Regions from separate parts of the Mus musculus genome. Here regions 2, 3 and 4 are each linked to region 1. The links are chromatin contacts, called in public promoter capture Hi-C maps. All regions are on one chromosome and are shown on one strand. Each heading gives the region's core, a stretch centred on a gene start, on an enhancer-like site or on the middle of the called end of the contact. The rest is flanking DNA. Distances are from core to core; before and after follow the strand shown.

What was found. Promoter capture Hi-C pulls out the DNA fragments that hold promoters and counts their contacts. Capture Hi-C pulls out chosen DNA fragments and counts their contacts.
Region 2: a promoter capture Hi-C map of pancreatic islet shows a contact between it and region 1. The contact joins the promoter of Fbxo2 here to the promoter of Nppb in region 1. A contact is called at or near these places in 3 of 39 promoter capture datasets (embryonic stem cells, pre-B cells and stem cell-derived epiblast-like cells), 1 of 484 Hi-C or Micro-C datasets (embryonic stem cells), 2 of 115 datasets of contacts at active chromatin or transcription factors (embryonic stem cells and extraembryonic endoderm stem cells) and 2 of 9 other capture datasets (liver and pancreatic islet).
Region 3: a promoter capture Hi-C map of adipose tissue shows a contact between it and region 1. The contact joins the promoter of Mad2l2 here to the promoter of Nppb in region 1. A contact is called at or near these places in 1 of 484 Hi-C or Micro-C datasets (embryonic stem cells), 1 of 115 datasets of contacts at active chromatin or transcription factors (embryonic stem cells) and 3 of 9 other capture datasets (adipose tissue, liver and pancreatic islet).
Region 4: a promoter capture Hi-C map of macrophages shows a contact between it and region 1, with 5 read pairs. The contact joins the promoter of Zfp933 here to the promoter of Nppb in region 1. A contact is called at or near these places in 2 of 39 promoter capture datasets (cranial neural crest and macrophages) and 1 of 9 other capture datasets (pancreatic islet).

The regions. Positions count from the first base shown.
Region 1 is chr4:147,984,418-147,987,524 of GRCm38.p6, forward strand. Nppb (natriuretic peptide type B) reads left to right here and starts at 1,483. Exons shown (of 3, transcript NM_008726.6): 1 at 1,483-1,684; 2 at 1,879-2,101; 3 at 2,545-2,788. The coding sequence starts at 1,559. The coding sequence ends at 2,561.
Region 2 is chr4:148,159,144-148,162,250 of GRCm38.p6, forward strand. Fbxo2 (F-box protein 2) reads left to right here and starts at 1,525. Exons shown (of 6, transcript NM_176848.1): 1 at 1,525-1,568. The coding sequence starts at 1,547. Fbxo44 (F-box protein 44) reads right to left here and starts at 951. Exons shown (of 6, transcript NM_173401.5): 1 at 600-951.
Region 3 is chr4:148,138,837-148,141,943 of GRCm38.p6, forward strand. Mad2l2 (MAD2 mitotic arrest deficient-like 2) reads left to right here and starts at 1,654. Exons shown (of 8, transcript NM_027985.3): 1 at 1,654-1,998; 2 at 2,079-2,197. The coding sequence starts at 1,959.
Region 4 is chr4:147,846,744-147,849,850 of GRCm38.p6, forward strand. It overlaps Zfp933 (zinc finger protein 933), which reads right to left and starts at 1,675. Exons shown (of 4, transcript NM_198619.3): 1 at 1,535-1,675. The coding sequence starts at 1,537.

The DNA.
Region 1 (3,107 bases), core at 233-2,732:
GCCAAGAATCTGGCTTTATTCTGCCTGTGTCCTGAGAATTTACTGAAACTGGACGTGGGGGTGGTAGGCTAATTGGTTTCTCAGAGGGAAATTGTGTGAGAAGGATTAGGATTAGGAGACAAATTCATGTGCAAGGAGAAGGGTTGAGCTAAGAGTGGAGATGGAGGCATTCTCTGCCTCTCCTAAACAATTGCTTAGAAGAGAGTGTGTGTTTCCCTTGGGTCAGAACACAGAATCTCATGCAAACATGGGTCCGAGAGGCCCAGAAGCTTGCAGAAGAACCTAACAGCTTTCTCCAAATGTGACTGGTTCTGGACTCATGATCTTCTAACTATCCCCTTTCTCCATCTCTGCCTTAACCCACTGCCACTCCTGGTCATTGTCCTTGACCAACCTGACAGTTGTTAGCACAGATTCTGCAGAAGGGATAGAGACACTGGGCGCACACCTGGGTGTATATGCCTCAGCTTCACTTCCTCAGAGTCTCAATTCTCATCTGAGTGGGAGGCTGGGTGCGTTGTGTGAGGGAGACGTCACTGTTGGCCGATCAGCTAAGAGAGAGCTGGGGAGAGGCCTTTCCCACACGTCTGGAGTCTAGGCACACTTTCTCTTCCACTCATGGTGGGGGAGGAGACTTTGGCACCCAGAGATGATGCCCCAGATGGCATGGCTACGTGACCTCATCTTTGGGTCAGACTCAAAATTCTATCCTAATCAGCTCTTCTTGTTAAGGGTCAGAAAGGAGGGTTGGAATTCCAGAAGTTCCTTGTCATATCCCAGCTTTTAATCAGTTGACACTGGAGAGTGAGCATCCTCAAGCTGAAATCTTCACAAGTTTTTGAGGGGGGTTGTTGGAAGGTGGGTATCAAAACCATTGTGTGAGCCACATAGCTCCTTCTGGCCTGGAAATCGGTTGAGGAGAGAGCTTGAAAGTTGGTGTGAAGTACACGTGTGGCGATCAGAACCACGGACAGCTACCAGAGTACCCGGAAGTAGTGCAGTCCAGCTAGGTGCTGGGAAGCCAGGCCGGGCCTGGATTACAGGTTTGGAGGACACTCTCCCCGGGAGGCTGGTGATGGTGGGTGTTGTTTGGGAATGTTTTCCATGAGTCACGCCATAAGCCCCACACTCGCCACAGGCTGGGAAAGCTGGGGCTCTCCCCGCCATTTCCAATAGGGGTGGGGCAGGATGTCATAGGCCCTCAGGCTCTGCATGAAAGAAGGGAGCAGGAAGCAAGGACTGTTAGTGTGTTCCGCACACCCCCACCCTAGCCCAGCCCATTTCTATACAAGGCTTGCTCTCCACAGCCTCCACCCACAATGAATACTCCACACAGGCACAGAGGGGTGAATTCTCAGGTCCTGAGCTCAGCCGGCAGGAATGCAGCTGATAAATCAGAGATAACCCCACCCCTACTCCGTGAAAAGGTCTGGCCGGACACTCAGCCCCAGTATAAAAGGCAGAGGCACCGTTGTTGAAGACACCAGTGCACAAGCTGCTTGGGGAGGCGAGACAAGGGAGAACACGGCATCATTGCCTGGCCCATCGCTTCTGCGGCATGGATCTCCTGAAGGTGCTGTCCCAGATGATTCTGTTTCTGCTTTTCCTTTATCTGTCACCGCTGGGAGGTCACTCCTATCCTCTGGGAAGTCCTAGCCAGTCTCCAGAGCAATTCAAGATGCAGGTGAGCACTGAGGGTCTGCCTGAAGGGTTTGGGAAGCGGCAATGAAAAGACCTCGAGTCCTTTGGGAATTAGCCATGTGAGAGTCAGCAAACTGAAAGATTGGGCAGCATATCTCTTAACTGATGAGCACTATGGAAGGATGGGGGATTCAGGTGTGTGTGTTTCTGACGTCTGGGCTCCCCAATCCATCACAGAAGCTGCTGGAGCTGATAAGAGAAAAGTCGGAGGAAATGGCCCAGAGACAGCTCTTGAAGGACCAAGGCCTCACAAAAGAACACCCAAAAAGAGTCCTTCGGTCTCAAGGCAGCACCCTCCGGGTCCAGCAGAGACCTCAAAATTCCAAGGTGACACATATCTCAAGCTGCTTTGGGCACAAGATAGACCGGATCGGATCCGTCAGTCGTTTGGGCTGTAACGGTGAGCACCTACCTTGCCACTTCCCTGCAAAGCTGCACACCCATCCCATCCCCGTGCATGCTACCCTTAGAGGCCCCTAGGTTTGCTATCTGGCATACTCCTGCAGCCTGTCAGGAAATATCACATGGGTTCTGCATTACATTCTCACAGGTCAGCACCTACCTTCCATCAGAGGGGTCACACGCTCTGAGGGAGCAGACTGCCTGATGTCTAATCACCCCTTCACAAGGCAGAAAGAGTTCTGAGCATTTCCCCTCAGGCAAAGGGCATGCCCAACCCACTTTACAGGAGAAACAGAGGCCCTGTGAGATAGCTTTTTCCAGAGCCTTAAACTTCGACATCATCTGGGGACTGAAGATGGGGGTGTGGTGGTGGTGGGGGACTCGGCACCTGCTTCAGTTTCACTTCCGAGTGTGACATTGCCCTGTCTCTCCTCCCCACAGCACTGAAGTTGTTGTAGGAAGACCTCCTGGCTGCAGGAGACTCCAGTTTCTGACTCTGCCTGGGTCTCTTTCCCCAGCTCTGGGACCACCTTTGAAGTGATCCTATTTATTTATTTATTTATATTTATTTTTATTTTTATTTTTTAATTTATTTTGTTGTTTTTCTACAAGACTGTTTCTTATCTTGGAGCACAAACTTGCCACAACATAATAAACATAGCGTATTTCCTGCTTTTGAAAAGGATTTGTGTCCGTGAGTTTCAATCTATCTCTTAGCTCTTTTACTTTGCTTTTGTTTATTTTGGTTTAAGATAGACCTGGCTGTCCTCAAACTCGCAGAGATCCACCTGCCTCTCCCACCAGAGTGCAGGGATCAAGGGCATGTACCACGGCTGCCCAGCTGGAACCCTCTCCTTTGAATGCCATGTATCACCGAAACTCAGCTGAGGGCCAAAGGTCCTCATGACTAGTAATGTCATGATTATCATCACTCCCATTTTATGGGCGAGAAAACTGAAATTCAGAAAAGCCAGGCCTCCTGGGACATGAGGGGACAGCTGAGT
Region 2 (3,107 bases), core at 275-2,774, 170 kb after region 1:
GGGAGGCAGCTCCGGCTCTCACTGAAGGTAGAGCCAGCCATTTTCAATAGGCCAGCAGTCTTTTAAGAGGAGGGTAACAATGGGAGGCCTTGTGAGCCCTCCAGCTTGCCACTCTTCATTTCCTCCCCATCCCCCACACGGGGAAAGGGACAGAGATGATGATCGGGGGTTATCACTGGCCCTCAGGACCGGTCACGGAGTACAAAGGGCTCAGTGACGTTCTTAAGATCTCAGAGAATATGACCCGTTTACCTGAGCCTGAGGAAAGATGTACGAGTGGAAAAGAGCCTTCCTATCTCCCTCCCGCACCCCCCCCACCCGCCCCGGCCCCCTGCAGTCTCCCATTTATGCTTGGCTCTAAAACGGGCTACCTTGCTCAAGACCAGATTCAGATCTCTGAGCACCGATGGCGTCCATAGCCCAGTTCTTCGAAGCCTCACAGTACAGTGGGGGGAGGGGAGGGGAGAAAGCCTGAGGCCTGGGCCTTAAAGGCGCTAGGCCCTCATGATCGCAGAGCGCGCGCGCCCCCCCCCTCCCCTCTAGGTCTCTGCCCACTGTGCCTCAGTCCCCGAACTGGGCGCTCCCCCTCCCGCAGTCACCTGCGATCCGTCGCGCTGAGCGATCCTGCCAGGCCGTGGGGCTGTACAGCCCGAGCCTGCGTGGCCCGGAAGGCAGACCTGCCTACTGCCCGCCAAACGTCTCCTTGCTGGGGCGCTCACTGCTCCCCTCCTTCTGTCACCTGCTCTTAGCCGGGTTACGTTGGAGAACAGCACCCAAGACACAGCCCCGCCTACTACTCATCAGACCCCGCCCCATCCCCATCCCACAACACTGGCCCCTCTCCCTCCCCATTCTCCTTGTCAACTACTTTTGGTCGCGCTGCGCCATACCCTTGGATCCTGGGGATGAGCCTTACGGACCAATGGAGGCCCGGGGTGCGACCCGCCCACTGTTTGTCAGACCACGCCCCACGCCCCACCCCATTTTCTCCGTCACCAGCTTTTAGTCCGGCTGCCCCACAACGCTGGGTACTGGAACTGCGCCTTTCTGCCAGAGTTGGTTCACGATGCGGCCCCGCCCACTGCCCTCAAGGCCCCGCCCACCATTCCTTCAGGCCCCGCCTCACCCGCGCACTCCCCGGATTCGCCCCCATCACAGCGTAGGAAAATTACCTGGGGGGTTGGGGAGGAGGAAAGCTCCGATACCCCCAACTCCACTGGGCTCGGCGCCAGCACCCTCTACTCCCCAGTAGTCCGACTCCATATGTCCTCCTGCAGTCATCCTCCAGGCACACTAGAAGCCCACCCATTCTGTAGCTGTCCCTGCCCCTCTCCAGTCCCAGGCTCCTCCCGGAAGCCGCACCTTGGGTTACGGGGCGGGGGGTGGGGGTGGGGGGGTACAGGACTCCCAGCCCTTAGCCGGGGGCCAGAGGCGGGGCGCACGGGGCCTTTAAGAGGCGCGGCGGCGCGGGCCCGGCTGACGCGGGCAGCTCCAGGACTCGCCACCCGCAGCGCTCAGGCTCTTCTCTCTTGACAGCACCGCAGCGATGGATGGAGATGGTGATCCAGGTATCCGCTGCTGGCCCCGCTAGATACAGACTCGGGAGACAGGGCGGACCAGCGCCGCAGAAGGCGCTCAAACTTTCGCGCCAGGAAAACCCTAGAGATAGTCTAGGGAGCAGGTTTCTGCCTGGTGTCGTGGTGTGGAGGGAGGAGGACGCCTGGGTCTCCAAAATGGCATCGGAGGACTCTGGCATCTCAGGCTCCAGACTTCCTGGGGTTTGAGAGCCGGGTTCTTGCAAGCTTTTGCTTCCATGAACTTCTTCCATTTGCTAGCGCTGCCCTCCCTGCCTCTTGAGCCTCCGGAGTCCCCGCGGGGTCCTAGGGTTTACAAACTTTATCCTGCCTCCATCCTAGCTTCCTGAGGGACTCCCTTCTCTGGAGGGGCCGTCTTGTATTGGAGTAGCGGGGCTGTTCCGTGGGAACCAGGCTAGGGGTGAGGAAGGCTGCTTTTGGCAGAAGCTCTGGGTCCTCAAGGATTGCCCAGTCATCTTTTCTGGCACCAAAGACCCCACCCCTTCTGCCCTCCGGCTCCCTGCTGGGCCTGTAGGGGGCTGCTTGCTGAGTCAGACCTGCCTGCCTTGACTCTTATCCCTTCCTCACTAACTATGCTCAGCTCGGAGTGTTCACTCTTTAGGGGAGGAGGTGAGGGAACAGAGGTGGCCAGTCTTCCCTCCTACTCCCAAGTCCTCACTCTCAGTCGGTGCCTGGCTTCAACATCATCCACAGGGCCCCAGAATAGGCTACCGTTTTCTTCCTGCTCCCAGGAAGTCCCTGGGCTCAGGGGCCCAATCCAGGTGAGTGAGTCAGCTTGGGGTCAGCATCCATGGCTAGATAACTTTCCTACAGCAACAATGTGGCAAGTTGTGTGCAAGGGAGCAGGTGGGGGGGGCTGTAATCCGATCTGGGGCCTCAATGCCAGGCCTAGGGGCCAGGAGAGAGGACTGGGTGAGGTGCACCTTTCCGGGGAGCATCAGGTATCTGCTGGGGCCAGGGCAGGGCTGGGTGATGGTAGAGAGGTGAGGACGTTGGGCCCAGCTCTCCAGAGCTGTTGGAAGCAGGACAGACAATTGTTTTTCCTTCTGCTTGATGATGTCCTGTGGTGGAACCTGGAAGAAATGCTAGGACCCTCTGCACCCGTTTTCTCATTGCCAATGAAGGAGTAAACCCCTACATATGAAAATGTGACCAAAACACATCAGAAATGTGGGGAAAGTACGCTGTCTGTCTGTCTGTCTGTCTGTCTGTCTGTCTGTCTGTCTGTCTCTCTGTGTGTGTGTGTGTGTGTGTGTATACAATTCACCATGGCTGATGGAGGACTCACTGTGTGCTCTAAAGAGAGGGGAAATCCCGAGTCAGCTTTCCAGTGTCTGACAGTGTAGATGCTATTGACTGCATCCCCTTAGAAGAGGTTTAGGGAACGGGCCACCTGTCCCTCCCCTGCCCCAGGCCTGCTCCCTTATTTCCTTGGCTTCTTGGGGTCAGACCAGTCTTCAGGGACTCTGAGAGAGATGGCCTCCATTACACAGGGTGGCTGGGTCCCCTCCC
Region 3 (3,107 bases), core at 404-2,903, 150 kb after region 1:
TCTGGCCTGCTCCTTATCCCTTCCCATGAGAAGGATATGAATATGGAATTGACAGCTTCTGGTGCGGGGAGTGGGGGGTGGGTGTCATACCACATTGCAGGGATGACCTTTAATGCAACATTTCCTATAGAAACAGGACAAGACAACTCTTACATCCTTGGAGGGCAGAGTCTAAATCAGTGGTTCTCAACCTTCCTAATGCTGCAACCCTTCCACACAGTTCCTCATGTGGTGACTCCCAATCATAAAATTATTTTCATTGCTACTTCATAACTGCAATTTCACAACAGTCAGGAATTGTAAATATCTGATATGCAGAATATCTGATATGCCACCCCTGGGAAAGAGTCATTTGACCCCAAAGGGGTTGAAGCCCACACATTGAACCACTTCTTTAAATTCTCTTGGCTTCTAGGCCTGCCATGTCACCCCTAACTCCAGACCATTTCTCTAACCTCAGATTTTCTTTCAGTTAAACAGAAGGGTGTGAGTTAAGCTGAATTCTCACCTAGCGTCAGAACATATTGCATCCGTGAGGCTTTGGTGAAAGAAGGAACGTTCCTGAGCCTATTGTACATCTATAAAGTTGGGCTGTGAAGGCAATACTTAGCTCCTAGGGCTAATAAAGGAATTAATATAAATCAGAGTTTGGGGAGGTGGAGAGATGGCTTAGTGGTTAAGACCACTGGCTGCTCTTCCCGAGGAAGTGAGAGGTAGGGTACTGGGTGGTGAATGGTGGTTTCAATTTGTAGCACCTATATAGTGGTTCACAATCATCTGTAGCTATAGTTTCAGGAGATCTGACGCCCTCTTTTGGCTTTCACCTGCACCAAGCAGTCACATACTGCCCAGACATAGATGCAGACAAAACACCTACGCACATTAAATAAATAGAATTCAGGGTTTGTAATATAAAAGGGTTCCGTATAATGGATATAATTTTCATACTATTAAAATGATCTGAGGCCCTTTCGACTCCTCTGGAATTGAGTCCGTACCTCTACAGGAAGGACCCTGGAGCAGCACTGCTGCCCGCCCCCTCCGCTTGCTCACGACACAGACAAGTCCTCATTAGGCTCGTCCGCAGAAAAAAAAGACGGCCAGGAACCCACACGTATTCTGAAGATTTATTGAGTCAACTCCCAGACACCCAGCCCAGCGCCTACTGGCTGCAGCTTCCAAAGGTCAGCTATTGAGAAGAAACCATGGGACACTTAGTTCTCTAGGGAGGTCAAGCCCCGATGTTACTTGAGTTTCGGGTCGGGGTGGAGCGTCTCGGTTGCTTCTTACCGTTCCCTGTCCCCGCCCCCAAGCCTGCGGATTCGCTTTCGGTTGGGCAAGCTAAGAGTCCGGGGACGTTGACGCTGGACTAGCAGCAGATGTCGCTGCCCTCCCTTGGTACCCAGCTGTGCTTGCAGCAGGTTCTCACTTGCAACTACTAAAGAGAAATGTCCGGGAGGAGAAAACACAGCGATCATACGCAGAGGCCATGGAAATCTCTTGATCGCTCCCACCTGAAATCCAAAGGCGGTTTAGCTCGTTCCTTGGAGATTCCTGTAGCTCAGGCGGGGCTCCGCCCCTAAGCTCCACCCCCGAGCCTGCCCCGCCTCTCCCAACAGGGCGAGGTTCTGATTGGACAGCTCCGGGGTAGGCGTGGCTTATGGTTGTGCTGGGACCGCGGGAGCACCGCGGTGGTTACTGAGGCCAGGGGATTCTGGAGTAGCGCGTTAGGGGTCTCAGACGGTGGTTTCTATAGCCCGGTCGTAGATTGGAACCTGAGGTCGAAACCGGAGCCGGCGAATCGGGGAGGAGCGTAGAGAGGGCGGGATTTCCGCCGAGAGGGATCCGGCTGCTCAGGGGGCGGGGCTTCCCCCGACCGGGCTGCGTTTCCCGCGTGCGGGGTCGGTTGCCTTGAGTCCCTACAGACACCCTCCACGCCCTCCCCCAGGCGGCCAAGGATGACCACCCTCACGCGCCAAGACCTCAACTTTGGCCAAGGTAGGGATCTGAGCCTGCGGGGGGTGGAGGGAGTGCGATCCTGGTTGGAGTCCTGCTCATCAGCTGTGTCCCCACCACAGTGGTGGCTGACGTGCTCTCCGAGTTCCTGGAGGTGGCCGTGCACCTGATTCTCTATGTGCGCGAGGTCTACCCGGTGGGCATCTTCCAGAAGCGCAAGAAGTACAACGTGCCGGTTCAGGTGAGCCCCGGTGCCCGGCTGGATTTAAAAACCTTTATTCTACTTGCAAGCTTCCTCACTCCTCAACAGAGGCTGATAGCGGACAGCCTCCTGTCTCTCACCACCCAGCCCTTCCCTCCCTGAACTCAGATAAATTCTCTGGGTTAGATGGTTAGCTCTCTGGATGAGAGCTGTTCCAAGCTTGCATTTTAAAGGGTTTCTGAGGTTTGGATAAAGAGGATTCCCATTGTCTGTCACCTTCTTTCTCTTTTCATTCTCCCTAAACTCTAAAAAAATATTTATTAGCCGGGCAGTGGTCGCTAATCCCAGCACTTGGGAGGCAGAGGCAGAGGCAGGTGGATTTCTGAGTTCGAGGCCAGCCTGGTCTACAAAGTGAGTTCCAGGACAGCCAGGGCTATACAGAGAAACCCTGTCTCGAAAGAAAAAAAGAAAAAAAAAAAAAAAGAAAGAAAAAAGGGAAAAAACCAAAAAGAATATTATGATTAATTATTTGTCTCCTTGTTTAGTCTTGGCTGGTGTGGAGTCTCCACTATGTAGGCCAGGCTAGCCCGAAACTCACAGAAATTCTCCTGTCTCAGTCTCTCTAGTGCTGGAAACAAAGGTGTGAGCCACCATACCTAGCTTTTTACTTTTTAAGATCTATATTAATTGTGTGTGTGTGTGTCTATGTCTGTTTGTTGGGGGTGTTCACTGAGGCAGGAAGAACACATGGGAACCCTTGGCATTTGGAAGATGGGGGAATCTGACTCTGAAGGTCCGGTGGCCAGTGCTTTTAGTTTCTGAGCTATCTCTCCAGCCTCTGTTTATTATTATTATTATTATTATTATTATTATTATTATTATTTATTATTAGTTTTTTCGAGACAGGGTTTCTCTGTATAGCCTTGGTGCCTTGGCTGTCCTGGAACTC
Region 4 (3,107 bases), core at 425-2,924, 140 kb before region 1:
GGAGTCTATCAAATTCATGCTGGTCATAGGGAACACAGGATACATCAGGAACATTACTGAACAAGCCAACAGTGGACTTGGGACTAACAACCACAGCCCCACGTGGTGGCAAGAGTTGGGTTCTCAGGATCTGACACAACCTCTCCCCACAGGTCCTGGCTGCAGACCATTACCAGCTTTCCCAAGCATATATCCTTGCTTTAGAGAAGGAGCTCTGTATAAATGATTTTATTCACCTGAGGTAACTGTCTTCTCTGAGGCTTACTGACTCAGCCTATTTACCTAGCCTAGTCCTGAAGGTTTCTAGTCTCTGGACAATCCCAGCTTCAGAGATTTACTGCTGAATAAGCTCGCCTTTCCTAGATTTTCCTGAACTCTTGCTGGCTGGTCAACTCAGCTGTTCTGACTCAAAACTCCTCTCCACACTGACTAATTCAAAATCTTTCTCTCTCTCTCTCTCTCTCTCTCTCTCTCTCTCTCTCTCTCCCCACCCCCCCCCATCACATGGAAAGCCTTACTTGAAAAAAAAAAAAAAAAACAGCCCTCAACACTACAGAGTTGTTCCTTTGCAAGAAATTGACAACAGTGTAGTCTTGCTCATGTTGCAATCTCTCTCTCTCTCTCTCTCTCTCTCTCTCTCTCTCTCTCTCTCTCTCTCTCTCTCTCTCTCTCTTGCTCTCTTCTCACTTTCTCTTTTTCTCCTATTCTCTCTGTCCCCTGCCTGCTTTCTCTTTCTCTGCCTCCCTCTCTCACCATGGTAACTTCCTTGACCTCGGTCCTTGGGGCCAGTGAACAAGAGCGGCTTCCCAATAAACTGACATTTAATATAATCCAAGCTGGCTTGAACTGGCTCATTTGAGCAGCAGAGAACAAATAACTTATCAATGGGAATGGCCTAGCAGCTGGTTGTAAATCTGGTTTGTCTCCTTTGTTCTGCTCTTCAGCCATATTTCTGGACAATCCTAGTGAACAAAAATGTGTATCCTAGCATCCTATCTAACAGACATGGTTAGCATAGTACCCATCTGTAGGGTGTTTTAGATGGCATCCTCACTTATCTAAATTCTATGTGGTGTGACTTACCCTCTCCTAAGCACTGCAATTCCTTTACATCATAAATCCTATTCTTCTACATCACAGATTAACATTGTAGTGTTACCCAACACGTGAGACACCTTTTACAACCGCCACAAAATGAACTCCAAATGGACCTTACAACTAAACGTTAAATGCTAAAGGAAAAAAGTTGTAGAAGATACTGTGAGAAACCAGGTCTCTTCGAGTTTGGCATCTTGCCAAGGATGATCCTGCACACAAGTCCTTACTCCAAATGCTTGGCGCAGAAGCAGTCCGGATAGTGACGTTATTCAGAGCCCACTACCGGGTCCAGGGAATGACTAGAACTAAAACAGACCCCACAGGTGGCCACATCTGGCCTCCGCTTACCACCCAGTCCCGAGGAGAACCCACCACACCAGCTCCCCAGGTTCATCCGCCTGCTCCTCCCCGATATGGGCAGTGACCCTGTACTCACCATGTCGAGACTTAGGACCTTGCCTGAGCGTCCCTCAGACCACCCACTACTAACTTCCCCTTCTTCCTCCTGAAATCAAGGTGGAGAGCTTGCATCTGTAATTCTCAAAATTAACCTGGAAGCCTCCTCTGCCCCGGAACTACGTAAGTTCCTGGAATGCTGGGAATTGTAGTTCTTTGGAAATAACAAAGGCTCATGGGAAAGTACGGTGGTCTAGTTGAATATCTAAAAAGAAACCGCTGTAACACGTGACTGAGGCCGTTCGCGCTGGCAAATTCCGGGGGAATTTTACTGACCCAGGTCTGTCTCTTGGTCAGTATTTAATATTTAATAAATGCCTGCTTTAAATTTGGTTCAAAATTGTTGAGTTGGTCTATTTCCAGCAAAAATCAGGATTAGCGTACAGAGGTTCATAGGACGATAACTCTACCCCACAGTCTCTCTTCAATACGTACACTGGAGAGTGAGCTGAGCTGCCGAGGGCACTGAGTGCCCTAGCTCCAGATTTTTACATCTGGCAACCAAAGTAGAATCCTCACAGAAACAAGCAGTCTCTAGTAGAAGCTAAGATAAGCAGTTAGCCAGAGGGGGTTCCAGCACAAACAGGTTGAGATAAGTTAGCAAGGATATCCTGACCTTGGGTTCCTAGAAGTGGAGTTGAGTAATTTTCCTAGAATTCTTGATCAAGGAAATCAAATTCTAGTTAAACCTGAAATGGCCTCAGCGACAATACATGATGGAGGAGTGATGGGGTCTCTGTCCAGCATCAAGAACGAGAAATGAAGGCAGACATGGTTTAGCATAGGTAGAGGGATCGCTTGACCTTGAGGCCAACTTGATCTATAGAGAGAATTCTAGAACAGCCAGGACTGCAGAAAGGAACCTTGTAGTGCCAGCCTGTGGAAGAGTCAAGGCTTGGCCAAAGTGTGAATGACTTTACTGGCTTCCTGTGAAATCATGGTAGTCGCATGGAAGGTTGTACGCTGGACATTATAACTAGGAAATGTCTGCAATGGGGGAGATGTGGAGACCCTCCTCAGCTCTTCCTTCCTGTGCTCTAGCCTGTTCTAAACTCAAGATCGTCCCATAAAAGATAAGCCACTGAGTTCATCCTTGTTGAACATTCCCCAGGCTTTTTGCCTTTGCCTCTCTGTGAACACATGGAGGATGCATCTTCTTACCTTTTTAGGACTCAGAGTTCTGTCCATAGAGAGGAAGAAGGGCTGTGGGTGACCAGGGATTTCCCTGTGGCCAGCACCTGAGGGCTGAGGATGGCTTCCTAGGATGGCTGAAACTGCAATTGTCCCAGGAATCACAAGCTTGGAGAAGGAAAAAGGCTGCCATTCCTCGGGGCAGAAATTAGAATCGGAGAGTTCTGACTGGTCAGTCCTCCTTGCAGGAGAGACTGGGTTGGAAGTGATAGGCTAGTTTAGCAGCATATGATGGTACATGCCTTTAACTCCAGCACTATGAAACAGTGGTAGCAGATCACTCACTCAGGTTGAGGCCAGTCTGGTCCCCAGAACTAATTCTAGAACAACCTGGAACAAATTCTAGGGATACAAAGGGAAAG